Linked DNA regions of Sus scrofa: region 2 is linked to region 1. The links are chromatin contacts, called in public HiChIP or PLAC-seq maps. All regions are on one chromosome and are shown on one strand. The core of a region is the stretch at or near the end of the contact, and the rest is flanking DNA. Distances in the headings are between cores, read along the strand shown.

What was found. HiChIP or PLAC-seq counts read pairs in DNA pulled down with a chosen protein or histone mark.
Region 2: a contact with region 1 is called in an H3K27ac HiChIP or PLAC-seq map of skeletal muscle, with 3 times the contacts expected there. The contact joins two enhancer-like sites. A contact is called at or near these places in 2 of 2 datasets of contacts at active chromatin or transcription factors (alveolar macrophages and skeletal muscle).

What each region holds. Positions count from the first base shown.
Region 1 is chr8:130,052,925-130,059,760 of Sscrofa11.1, forward strand. The region is part of intron 3 of FAM13A (protein FAM13A); the gene reads left to right. Among named protein-coding and RNA genes, the nearest start is that of FAM13A, 35 kb to the left of the region's middle. Within about 2 kb of position 3,412, at least 12 of the 83 cell types and tissues checked have an H3K27ac peak or open chromatin away from gene starts, as enhancers often do. A contact at or near this core is called in skeletal muscle, where this site is marked.
Region 2 is chr8:130,274,962-130,281,797 of Sscrofa11.1, forward strand. It overlaps FAM13A (protein FAM13A), which reads left to right. Exons shown (of 24, transcript XM_021100748.1): 13 at 2,459-2,535; 14 at 3,197-3,239. Among named protein-coding and RNA genes, the nearest start is that of NAP1L5, 86 kb to the right of the region's middle. Within about 2 kb of position 4,335, at least 2 of the 83 cell types and tissues checked have an H3K27ac peak or open chromatin away from gene starts, as enhancers often do. A contact at or near this core is called in skeletal muscle, where this site is marked.

The sequences.
Region 1 (6,836 bases), core at 2,162-4,661:
CGCTTGAGAAATATGCAGCATTATTTCTGTGACATTGTTAACTTACCCCAGTATCGCTCTATCACAATTTTGGCTGAATTCATGATTAACGTTTGCCTTGTTATGACTATGTGAGGGTGTATACGTGTGTTAGGTGTATTGTCTGATGCTACTGTCTGTCTTATGTTTTCCTTCATACGATTTTCTGTAAACCTATCTGCGATTTTTTTCAAATTGCTCCAAAAAATCCACTAGTACCTCTTTTTTAAAAAGTATTGAATAATTTACCAATTCTTTATTCTGGGGAGATTCCCCTTCCACCCTTTTTCTTCTCCCACCTGCACCCCAGTAGCAGTGTCAGCCTGAGCCTCCCTCCGCAGCCTGGACCTGCCGTTCCCTGCAGTCTCTTCTTGTCTCTTCCATTGGACGCTCTGCAGGTGCCTGCCACCTGCAAATTTGCAAAATATTGTCTTTTGGTCTTGGAAATGCACTTGTATTATCTCTCTTTTATGGTTCTGTTAGTGTTTGGTTGTTGTCTCTTCATTCTGTTTTCTATAAAATGTAATCAGCTTTCCTGTCCAACCTTGTTTTTTCATAGTATTAGCTTTTCAGTTTTAATAGTCAGCATATTCATGCTCTGTTTCTTTTCCAAAGTACTCTATTTTGTTTTATAACGTTCTATTCTTATTCTTTCTGAGATTCAAGTCAAGCTTTGGGGTGTTTGGTTTGGTTTTCTTCTTACATTTCTGTTTGCAAGATTTCTTTCTGTATCGCTTTACTCAAACATTAGGATCTTTCTGATTTAAGAATAACATTTTGATTAGTGATGGAACATGATGGAAGATAATGTGAAAAAAATTATATATATGTATATATATATAACTGGGTCAATTTACAGCAGAAATTGATAGACCATTGTAAATCAACTATAACAGAAAAAAAATTAAAATCTTAAAAAAAAAAAGAATAACATCTTGGAGTTCCCATCGTGGCACAGTGGAGATGAATCTGACTAGGAACCCTGAGGTTGCAGCCTCGATCCCTGGCCTTGCTCAGTGGGTTAAGGATCTAGTGCTGCCGTGAGCTGTGGTGTAGGTTGCAGATGCGGCTCGGATCCCGCGTTGCTGTGGCTCTGGCGTAGGCCGGCAGCTACAGCTCTGATTGGACCCCTAGCCTGGGAACCTCCATATGCCGTGGGTGAGGCCCTGAAAAGCAACACAGAATAACATTTTGCATGGAGACTGATAGGCTCGTCTGCGGGTGTCCTTCACGTTAGGAGGATTAGATAGTGGAGGTAGAGGAGAGCCTGTTTGGTTTGGGCACTCACACATAGCAATATGTGGACATGTTTTTCTTTTCAGCCATTGAGTTCTTCACGAGCAGGAGTGGGAGGGGAGTGGTGGGAAGGATGCTAATGGGCCCATTATTCCTTAGCACGTTTTCACTAATTTTCACATTTTCAACTGCTCCCCACTCTAGCCCTTAGCTATCTCAGATGTCCAAGAATCCGCTGATGTGATGCAGAGACTAAATCTCAGCACGCCTGCCTGCCAGCACGCCTGCCTGGGTGCGCAGGGTGGCAGAGGCTCCCTGGAGCTTGACAGGCGTTCAAACAGTCTGTTTTCTGTCACTTGCATTCACTTCCAAATGGCTTTGGAATCTTATCTCCTTCTGTCCTCTTTGCTGTTCTTTTCGTGTGTGCTTATATTATTTAAACATTATTTTACTGTCATTCTCATGGGGGCTTAGGAAGACTATGTGATCAGTCTGTCTCTTTAAATGGGCATTTTCCTTGCCCCCCCCATGCTTGATTTTAAAGGGAATAGCATTTTTTTTTTCCCACTGTACAGCAAGGGGGTCAGGTTATCCTTACATGTGTACATTACAATTACATTTTTTCCCCCACCCTTTGTTCTGTTGCAACATGAGTATCTAGACATAGTTCTCAATGCTGGGAATAGCATTTTATAATAGCAGCTGTGCAAACAGTATGTGAGAGTTAAGTGCCTGTGAATTTTAGCTTATGAGCACTTGATAATTTAGGCAGCAACCGTTTTTCTTAAGAAAACCACCCTGGGAACGCCATGGTCACCAGTACAATGCCTGATTGTAAAGGAATCGCATTTAATAGGCTAACTTGCATTTGTGCTTTGGGCTGTCTTTCCTCAACATGTGAGAAATTCACTAGGTCAATTTGAGTGACGACAGTTTTTTATTTATTCTATGCATCATCATGCCACTTAGCTGAGTGGTTTTGCCTTGCCAGTTTTAAAGGGCAATGCAGATGCTGGCTGGTTCTAATAGTAGTTATTAAGTCATCACTCCTTGGGAGCATGAGCTCCATAGGCTTCTTTCCTAGGGATTCATGTAGGGAAATACTTCCTTCCCTAGATTAATTCCTTCTTCCTGAGAAATTCCTTTTATTTTGAGATTAGTCAACCCTCACACATTTGTCTCTGTGAGAAACAGAATCATTATATTAAACTCCAAATTTAAGCCCTTTCCATTGTCCGTATGTGCCTTGTAGGTTTTCTCTAAGAGAAACCAAATATATACATTATTCATTTTTTCAAGTAAAAGACCTAACCCCAGAGGAGAATTAAAGCATTGCCATCTGCATATCTGCCCAAGCTGCCAGTCCATCAGATGTGTGAAACCTCCCCTGGAATAAATTGGAAAAGTGGTGCCAGGAAACCCAGGGTTCCACCTGTGACTTGATTCACCATCAGTTAGTTCTGCCTCCATCCGGATCCATGGACAGGAAAAACCCCATTTGCCTTTATAATCCCCTGTGATCTCTAAGATGATCCATCCTGATAACTAGTTGACCTTTTGTTTGCTAGGTACACACAGAGATATCTTCCTCGTGGTGGCCTTTGACACGCTGAGGTTGCGTTAAGTAGGGAGTGGGATTATGCAGATCTGGAAACAGGTCCTGAGGGAGCCGTTGTTCCGCATTAGAACAACTAGTCTCCAGGGATGTGTGTGAATGTGTATTTATGTAAATTTGCTGAAATCCTTCATCGCCTTTTCAGCTGTGTTCTCTTTGTCCTTGATGGCTTATAGCTTTTAAAAATTCTGATCATTCTAGTGGGGTATGAAGAGGAAGAATAAATAAACTCATCTTTAACTGAAACTGCTCTTCTGACGTTTTGTCCTGCCCTGGTTTTTAAAGCCAGCAGAATTTCCTTAGTCTTTTTTTTTTTTTTTTTTTTTTACTTTCTCTTTCTTTCTTTCTTTTTTTTTTTTTTCCCACTGTACAGCAAGGGGGTCCTTAGTCTTTATTGAGATAGAGTCTACACACGATAAAACTGACCCTTTCAAAGTGTACCGTTCAGTGGGGATTCGTTTACTCACAGAGGGCAATCATCCCTCCCCTCTGGTTTTAGACTATTTTTATCACTCCAGCATGAAGCTCCAAGCTCATTGGCAGGCACTCCCCATTTCTTCCCCTTCTTCCCCCTCCACTTGTACCAGCCCTAGGCAAACACTAAGCTACTTTCTGTCTAGATAGATTTACCTGTTATTGCCATGTCTTGGAAATGGAATCACATACCATAGGTGACTTTTGTGACTCTCTGCTTTGACTTAGCTTAAGTTTCAGGGTTCCTCCATGTTGGAACATATATACCAGAACTTCATTCCTTTTATAGCTGGTTAATAGTCTGCTGTATGACTGTTCCTCCGTTGTCTTTATCCTTATTCAACCATTGAGGGACAGGTGGCTTGTTTTCACCTGTTGGCTATTATGAGTAGTGCTGCTGTGACCATTTGTGTACAAGTTCTTGTATGGACAGACATGCTAATTTCTCTCGAGTATCTACTTAGCCGTGGAGTCGCCGCATCAAATGGTGACTTTAACTATTTAAATGGAGTTACTGTTGTGACTCCACAGTGTAAGTTGTTTCTGTGAGGATTCGAGTCTGATCCTTGACCTCACGCACTAGATTAAGGATATGGCACTGCCGCAAGCTGCAGTGTAGGTAGCGGTTGTGGCTTGGATTCCAGTGCTGTTGTGGCTGTGATGTAGGCCACAGCTACAGCTCCGATTCAGCCCCTGCCCTGGGAACTTTCATGTGCGGCAGGTGCTGCTGTAAAAAGAAAAACAAAACAAAACAATTTAAGGAACAATTTTCCAGTGATGAATGGAAGTTGTCTTTTCTTTCCATTGTTGACAATACCTTTATTTATTGTTGACAATACATTGTTGTCTGTGTTTAATTTTTGGTGTCTTCATAGTCTAGGCGGTAGAGTTTTGAAATAGCGTAAAGATTACAGGCTTGAAGAGGAAAAAGAGAGATCTAGTAGCTCCAAGGCCAATAAGATAATGTCTGATGGAGATTTTTGGAATGAATTGTTGTGACCTGAGTGCAATCCTCAGTAACTTCTGCATTTTGCTGAATGCTTTTATATGAGGAGAATCTTATTTCAATTGAGCTGGAAGAGGAACAGAGAGAACAGCCACAAAGGAGTTATTTACAAAGAAGCGAATCGGTAGTATCAACTCACATAAGATACATATTGAAAATGTGTTTAAAGACTATCAGTTTGAAGGGGTGCCAAGTCATGAGCTTGCCAGCCACCTGCAGTGCTGCCTGAAGTGGTTAAACCCTGTTCTGAACCCCTGCTTTGCTGAGTCTGTGGCCATAATTAACTTTTACGCCGCGTCGATAAACTATTTGAAGACTGAAGGCAAAGGAGGGGACGTCCAAAACAGTTCTAAAGAACTCTGGGCTTGATATTTAAGTCACCAGATTAATGCAGTCCACTTACAGCTGAGCAGTAGTCTCCACTGGATCAGTAGCGGGGGATGTGGGGGTGGATAGAAGAGTAATACGCTTTGCACTGAACTTACTGTACTTTGCCCACTTAATATAGCACTAGATTTATGGAGAAAGCTGAGTGTTATTATCGGGGATATTGCCAATATTGTCGAAGATCCGTGTCATTGTGGGGAGGTGGCCCCTCCTGGATGCTATGGTTTCTCCCATTTGCCTGTGCACAGGCATTCCCATATTATAAACAGGTCCTCCTGCCGTAAGGTGTTTGTGTCTGACATGGAATCTAGCTGTGAGCTCCCAGTTTTGATGTTAAGATAGACCTTTTACCTGTTTGTGATATTTTTACTCTACGTCTGTGTCCCCACGGAAGCAGTCAGCACTCAGCGAATACCCACAGAATAGGTTTTACTGTTTCGGTGACATGGGAGTTAGTTGTTGGCTATAGGACTGAAGTGTAAAGTCTCCCCTAATTCTTGGCTCCTCCTGTGTCCTTTGCCTCTGCCTTAACATGCAAGTTCATTCTGGGAGCGGGAGTATCAGTGTAGATACTGGCTAATTTGGCAATAACCACCCCTCTGCATCTTGCAGAAGCCAATCAGAATGATAAGATTTGTAGTTTTATTAATAACGTCTGAGAATAGACTGTAATTTATTAGTTTTTATTAGTCACTTTATCATCCTGCTCTTGGAGAAATTTGTGGAAGGCCTTTGCGAACTTTGTCATGGGCAAGGGTTATAAGAAAGCTGTAAAACGATAGCTGCCTTCTTACAGGGAAAAATACCATTCCGTTAATCATAAGATGTAATTGTGTACATAGCTTCTCATCCTTCTAAAGAAGTGATTCCCCTCCTGGGGAATGAAAAGCAGAAGTAAAACCTCATCCAACATATGGCATCTTATGATTGAGAAAGAACTATGATTCATTTTTTAAAATGATTTTTATTTTTTTCATGATAGCTAGTTTACAGTGTTCCATCAGTTTTCTACTGTACAGCATGGTGACCCAGTCACACTACATGTATACATTCTTTTTCTCACATCAGGCTCCACCATAAGTGACTAAATATGGTTCCCAGTGCTATACAGCAGGATTCCATTGCTTATCCATTCCAAAGGCAATAGTTTGCACCTATTAACCCCAGATTCCCAGTCCACCCCACTCCCTCCCCCTTGGCAACCACAGGTCTCCTCTCCAAGTCCATGAGTGTCTTTTCTGTGGACAGGTTCATTTGTGCTGTATGTTAGATTCCAAATATAAGTGATATCATATGGTATTTGTCTTTCTCTTTCTGACTTCATTGAGTGTGAGACTCTCTATTTGCATCCATGTTGCTGCAAATGGTATTATTTTGTTCTTTTTTTGTGGCTGAGTAGTGTTCCATTCTGTGTGTGTGTGTGTGTGTGTGTGTGTGTGTATATATATATATATATATATATATATATATTTCTTAATCCATTTATCTGTCTTAATCCATTTATCTGTTGATGGACATTTAGGGTGTTTCCATGTCTTGGCTACTGTGAATAGTGCTGCAGTGAACTTCTGGGTGCGTGAGTCTTTTTCAAGGAAAGTTTTGTCCTGATATATGCCCAAGAGTGGGTTTGCTGGGTCATATGTTAGTTCTATATTTAGTTTTAGTTGTATATTTAGTTTTCTGAGGAACTTCCATACCGTTTTCCATAGTGGTTGTACCAATTTATATTCCCACCAACAGTATAGGAGGGTTCCCTTTTCTCCACACCCTCTCCAGCACTTGTTATTTATGGACTTACTAATGATGGCCATTCTGACTGGTGTGAGATGGTATCTCATAGTAGTTTAATTCATGTTTTGTTTTATTCTTATGTATTTTATAAAACATTTTGTGCCCATTCTTCTAGGCTTTTATGAAAATGCTGTTCCCCACAGGACCTAAGAAGCTGTAATTTCACTGTAAATGAATGGAGATTCTAGCCCCCTCCCACTACTCACCCATTTTTGCTTGTTTGTTAACTGAGGAAACATTTCTTAAGTATTTAGGTGTTTGAGACGTGTGCTGTATAACAGTGATGCCAGTAACAGCGAACTTTGTTGG
Region 2 (6,836 bases), core at 3,085-5,584, 220 kb after region 1:
CACATGTTGCCGTTTCCAAAAGGTAGGAGGGCAACGGAGCTACCTTAGCAAAGGAACACTGTGTCCTCGTGTGCTGCTTTGGTGAAAGCAAACTATGAATATTCAGTCGTCTCAGATGTGTGGAAGACGGCATCAAAATTGGAATTATCACAAAGCTTCTGGAAAGAATATCGCATGATACTGAGGGTTACCCCTTGTCAATTCCATCTATAAAACTCAGGTCCTTGGAGAGTTTCCTTATTCATAAGCATCAAACAGTATGTAAAAAGTGGGGCAGGCTAGGGAGTTGAAGTTACCTGTTTTAACCCCAAAGATCAGCTAAACTTTCTCACATTTCACAACCACTTTTTGCAAGGCTTTCTATTGTAGAACGTGACTTATCGTTTTCTCTAGAATTCTCGAAACCTATATTGATTATATCTTGGTTCTTTCTGTTTAGGAAAAGATCCATCTTCTAACATTCTTCTAACTGAAATACCTTTAAGTGCGTAATTTGACTTGATTTATCTTCTGTTCTCTCCTGAGTATGTCTTAGCCTCAACCTGCAGATTTTTCTTTCTTCTGAAACTGTCATTCGCATGTAGCTGTGAAGGTATTTCACTAACAGTGGGATCTGAAGGTAGTGAGTAGGTGCTTTCCCTGGGCATTCATGTTTCAGAGCGTCAGGAAAACCTGATGCTGCTGCACTAGATCTTACACTAAAGATTTTGATAACCTATTGGAAGATTACCATTGGGAACAAAGATTCCCTGTCACAGGAGATCCCCTCTTTATCAGGAAGATCACATTCAGGTAATAAGAGCAACCGTGACTTACTGAGAGCTGTTTTAGAGTGGCCTCTTCTCTCGCGAACTTTGGAGGTATAAAAATGTAAAAATAGTTACGTGTCGTCATGTTTAAAAATTGCTCAGATTGCATTCGAAAATGAACTCTGCGACTTAACCTCAGGTGCACACTGTGGTGTGCAGTGGTGGCCGACACACACACTGTCTTTCCAGGTCTTGGGGCATCATCTTACCTGTGGGCAAAGAGCCGGAAGATATTTCCTTGAAGATTTCACGGCACAGTTTAGACATACTAATAACACCAGCCACATGTTCACTAAATGTGTACCACGTGTGTTTCTAGTGCTTTGCGTGTGTTATCTCATTTACCCCTCAGTCTCGTCCTGTGTTAGGTATTGTTGCCATCCCCCCTTTTCTAGAGGAGGAAACTGAGGGTCGAGGAGGGTCATACTCGGTGGAGCTAGGATTCAGACCCAAACATCCCGACACCAGAACCGTTGTCATAGCTGTCAACGGCACGTTCTCTCCCTTGGGTTTTGTTCTTTGATGGAGCCTCGGGTTTTAAATTTTAAGAATTCCAGACAAGTGGCCCACACGATCCCAAACAGAAAATAGTGTATCCATTTACCAAGCCAAAGATGAAGTATCCCCTCTAATTATATGCTTATTTCATGGAGATTTTTATGTGTGTCAATTTCATGGGATTATTGCGAAACCTAATGAGATTGACTTTGCAATGGGCTTTTCATAACGGGAGATTATAAATATGTAGATGAACACGTGGCTTCGGTGTGTGTTCTTTATTTCAGTAACACACGTACATGGATTTTGCTTAGTGGTCTTTTAATGCAGGTATGAATCTTGGAGTTCAACAAAATTTGGGCCCAAATCGCCAAGACCCCTGTGTGTTGGAGTCTGCCGAATGTAAACGTGCTCTTATTTGCCTCTTGGCCTCTTCCTGCGTGGGGACGGCTTCACTTCTGTGCTCAGCCACCTGAGTTGTGTGTAGAACCTGTGGGCCGTTTTCACAGAGGTGGTCAAAAAACCTTACAGATAGCCTTCCTGATAAGCATTAGGCCCTCTTGGTCGGCCCGAATGAAATACATGCTGTTTCAAATAAGTTCCCTCTTTTCATTTTGTTCCCATCTTGGTTAATATAAAGATTTAACATTCAATATCACAGTTACGAAGGCTCTTCCCTCCATTTCTATTCATGGATATTTGACAGCTTAGGTATAAGCTGCATTTTCCCCCAGATGAAAAGATGTTTAAATAAGCAACGAATGTTGCCGTGGCTTCTGATTAGAGTCAAGGTCAGATTCCTCAAGTCTAGTCCTCAGGGCCCCTGGTGGTCTAAGAGTCTGGGCTTTGCTATGTTTAGCTATAAAATGTGGATAATACCCCATAAGGACGTTATAGGGCACAGTGACCTTTGCTGCGTTGCTGCCAGAGAGCTTTGTGAATGGGCCGATAAAGTTCAACACACAATTTTAGGCCAGCAGCATATAATAAACTGTCACGATTTTACCGGTTTTCACAAAGATAGGCATCCGAGGACTAGAAGTCATTGATGCCTGCATATTCTCTGATTTTTCTATTTTAAAGAAAGGAAGGTCTGTTGCTGTGTATTTCTTTCTGTTCCTACCGGGCGACCCACAGTGTTTTTGTTACAGAATATGGAAAGCGTCAGTCCCACACCGTCTCAGGAGAGGCCTGGACCTCAGGATGTGGCGTTGATGTCCAATGAGAGGTAATTTTAGAGCTTTCTCCTAACGGTGTTTACAAGACCATGAATAGATTTTGTTTTTTCCCTTAATACAATGTTTAAGGACTAAAAAGAATAGAATTAAGGGACTCTCTGTTTACCAACCGTATTTTATAGCAAGGACAATGCTTCGAATGGAAACTCCCCCGTGGTGCTTTTCAAGGCAGATAACCGTGTGCGTGTTTTATGTTCCTCAATTTTTATTTTGCTTCATTTTTTGTTTTGTTTTTTTGTTTTTTGTGGGGTTTTTTTTTTTGCCTTTTCTTGAGCTGCTCCCACGGCATATGGAGGTTCCCAGACTAGAGGTCTAATTGGAGCTGTAGCCACCGGCCTCCTCCAGAGCCACAACAATGTGGGATCTGAGCCACATCTGCGACCCACACCACAGCTCATGGCAACGCCGGATCCTTAACCCACTGAGTGAGGCCAGGGATTGAACCCGCAACCTCATGGTTCCTAGTCGGATTCGTTAACCACAGCGCCACGATGGGAACTCCTTGTTTTGGTGTTGAATGTCATAAGAATTTTATGTAAAGCTACCGAGCCTACTTTTAAAATACCTGAAATCTTCACTGTGGTGGGTGAGAAGCAATGTTATAAAACAGAGTGACATCTTATGACATTTTGTTGTTGCTGTTATTTGTAGCAAAGAACATGAAAAAGACGGCAGACACACGCAGCATTTTGAGGTGAGTAGCTGAACAAGGCAGACTGTGACCGTGACATTCGTGAGAGTCTATGGGCGGTGTGATTTGCTTATCAGTAAGGGATGCAGAGATTAAGTGATGGGATGTTGACTGGTGAGAATGGCAAATACCGAGCCAGCACAATTCTTGAGAAATTGCAAAAATTTCATTCCTTGGCTCTTGAAATTCTTTTATTTTGAGTGTGAGATAAACTTTAATAGCCTGGTGATTTCTTCTTCGATTTTCTGTACCATAAGACAAAACAAAAAAGCAAAGCTGCTGGTTAGATTTTTCCATTTTTTCATGCATTTTTTAAGTGACTGAAATAAATAGGTGGTGAGGCTTCGTGGATTTGTCACAGAGATTATCTCATTAATTTTGAAGTTAACACAAAATCAGTTCAATCTAATAAATCCAAAGCATTTTCTGACCTTTGGGTCTTGTTTTAAGTAACCTGCAGAGGGAAAAAAAAAAAATCTAATTCCTTTCTGTTGTCCATATCTTAAAGTTTCAGTTACTTTCCTGGCTTCCCTGTGGTCCTCTGAGGCATTGCCACATTGACCTAAGTATCTGATTTCCTTTGCTCCCAAAGCTGGCTTCCATTCAGTGTGCTCAGCTCCATTTTTCATTCATGCATGGGTATGTTATCCTCTGCGTCTCAGTGCTTCCAACTCCACCTTCAGTCTTATTATCAGCTTTCTTTTTGGCAAGAATTAAAGCTTTTCTCAGCCTGTTCTTGGATTCTGACTCTGGATATATTAATTATCCACAGACCTCGTCTTCTACCCTAGTGATTCTTAATCCCTGTTGGACACTCCCTTCTGACCTCAGTCATATATATGGAGTCCTACTATGTGCAGGTGCTGTGCTAGGAGCTGGTCTTTAGTAACAGCTGCAGTTCCTGCCTCCATAGAGTTTTCGTACCTAGCAGATTAAGAATCTGAAAACTCTGGAGCCCCTTCTTAGAAAAAAAGCACACCCAGGTAAAATTGGGCATAAAATTGCTGGAAATGAATGGCCGCCTGACAACACCCCCACCCCAACCCCGGCTTCTAGCCTCCTCATATGCAATTTCTCATGTTCATGCCTTCATTAATCCAGCCAGATGGTAGGAAGGAGAGGCTTCCTCTCTCTGACTTCACAGCCTCTAAGCCACTTCTTTCATCCCTTTTACGCTTCCCTCCTTGGGAACCAGGCACCAAATGGGCATTTTTGTCCTTATCTCTGGGTAGCTCTCTTCAGAGAGGGGTGTCTCCATGAGACAGTGTTTTTCTTCTCCTTCTGTTTCATCCTTTCTCTGCCTCTTCCTCTGTTCCCAGCAAGCGCCTGCTCGACATGCCATTGCAAATTTTTTTAAAGCAAATGGCATGCCAGCCTCCCGGAGAGGTCTCTGTGCTTGCCTTTCGTGCCTCTCATCCTGTAGGAGATAAAAGGGTAGGAAGCAACCTTCGTGGTAGAACTTCGTCATATTAACTCATAAGTTCCAAGTGGTACCCAAACGAAACCCACGCTGAACTCGGTTTGTCTTGGTGTTTTGGGGCGCCGGCTCCCATGGCAGTGACGGCGTCATGGGGAAAGAATCTCAAATCTTTCTTCCACGGGCCAGGACCTTTCCTGCCATGTGTCGCCTGTGAGCATTTACCAATCAGCACCCAGCCCACGGCAGGCACTCCTGACACACTCACCATTAATAATCATTGTCATCATGGTCCCTTGAGCCAGGAGATAAAATTAGGCAGTGAATTAAAATCTAGACTAAGCCCTCCGTGTCATCTTGCTCTCGCAACTGCTCCAAAGGAGAGGGAAAAAGACATCCCTCCACCAAGCAAGAATCATTTCCCACTTTCTTTCCCTGAAAGAAACATGTTTTATTATTAATGAAGGACCATGAAAAGGCCCGGCTTTCATTTTTAAAGCCCTTTCCCTTGTTTACTGCGTATTATAATTTTGTACCTTTTCACATATGTAGTACTTTCTAGAATTGCTACAACCCACATAGTCAATCTGGTTTTCTAATAATACTGCAATCATTCCTAAATTTCAGAGCTGGAAAGTCAGTCAGTCTGGAGCTGGGTTACCCCTCCTAGAATTCTGTTGAAGTGTTTTGGGTATTTTTTCCCGTGTCTCCGATAGCATCAGATTGAGATGCTCTAAGGCACCTGTCCCCTATGAATAGATCTGATAGTGTTTCCAGCTTTATTTTCCATTAGGGCAGATTTCGTCCTCATGAATTTTGCCCTTTGAATTTTTTGCCCATAAATGCCCAGATTCATACAGGATGGCGCCGCTGATGACCGCTCTAGGAGGAAGGTGGTTTGTCTTTCTCGTTTGACTAATATTTTCGTTTGAATGGGGACCATTATAACCTCGAGCCTCAGAAACGATCCTCGGGGTACCTGAGCAGAGAGAGGCTGTCTCCCAGGCTGCTGCTCAAAGGCAAAGGCAGGCACATCTGTGGCTTTGTTTCTTAAAGCATCATTCTGCAGTATCAAGTGTGCTTTGTTTGAATGCATGTATTGAAAAGGAAACGGGGGCCTCTCCTTTGTTGCCTGTCTTTTTTAATTTATTTGAATTATACAACGAATCTTATCCCAAAGCTGAGATCTCGGATGGTCAGAGTTATCCATTTCTGGTTCACCCGCATTTCTTACGTGGTTTGTATTAAAAATCTGTTTAGTGACACATTGGCGATGGGGAAAGAGTTAGAGGCACTTCAAAATGCCAAAAACTAAAGTATAATTTCTTCAGCTCCGTTTTAGAGAGGCTGACATTTTAGTAAAATTTCCTGCTTGGACTGGATGAAATAAGATGACATGTGCAAAAGCCTAGCACCCTGTTCCCTGAGCACGTGGAGTGGAGTTCGGAGTCTTTGTTCTCCTGTTTGTCTTTAAACTCATTTGACAACTGGAAGGATCCAGGAGAGAGGTGGTTTTTAAAACTGGCAATGTCTAGATTCTGAAAGCAGACACTCAAGAGTATGGGTTTTCAGAGTTCTGTCTGCAATGAAGTTTATACTTGACGCCTCCATTTCACTCCTCCCAATAAGTTATTTTCTCTTGTGGAGCTATTTCATGCTTCCGTATAAAATCCAGAATATGCAAGTTACAGCCTCATCCTTAATCTTTTTTTTTTTTTTTGTCTCAAAAGCAAAACGTGGAAAAGTCATTAACTACATGGGAGGCTATTCCCTTATCTGGAAGAAGTCATTATAATCAAAAGCATAAGGTTAATGAAGTGTTAAATTCTTTCAAGATATTTTTACATTCTTTATGCTTTCTAAGCCTGCTGCTTAGAAGAGCTTAGGAGCATACCTTTGATAACAAACAGGACATTCATAATAAACAAAAGACTATTTCCCCTTTTCTTATCCTGCTTCAGAGAAGGGGAGAAGATAAAACTTTTTAATCAAGCGTGAGAATTAATATTAATGATCTGAAGAGCTTAAATGCAGGCTTTTATGTGCCCTGAGAAGGTTTGAGATAAATGCTGAAATATCCCATCAGCAAGTATTTCTGAAATAGATGACTCTATTATTTCCCCTTCACTGTATTTCGTGGAAGCTGTAAGATTTTGTTACTGGCTTTAATATGAGAACCAAAA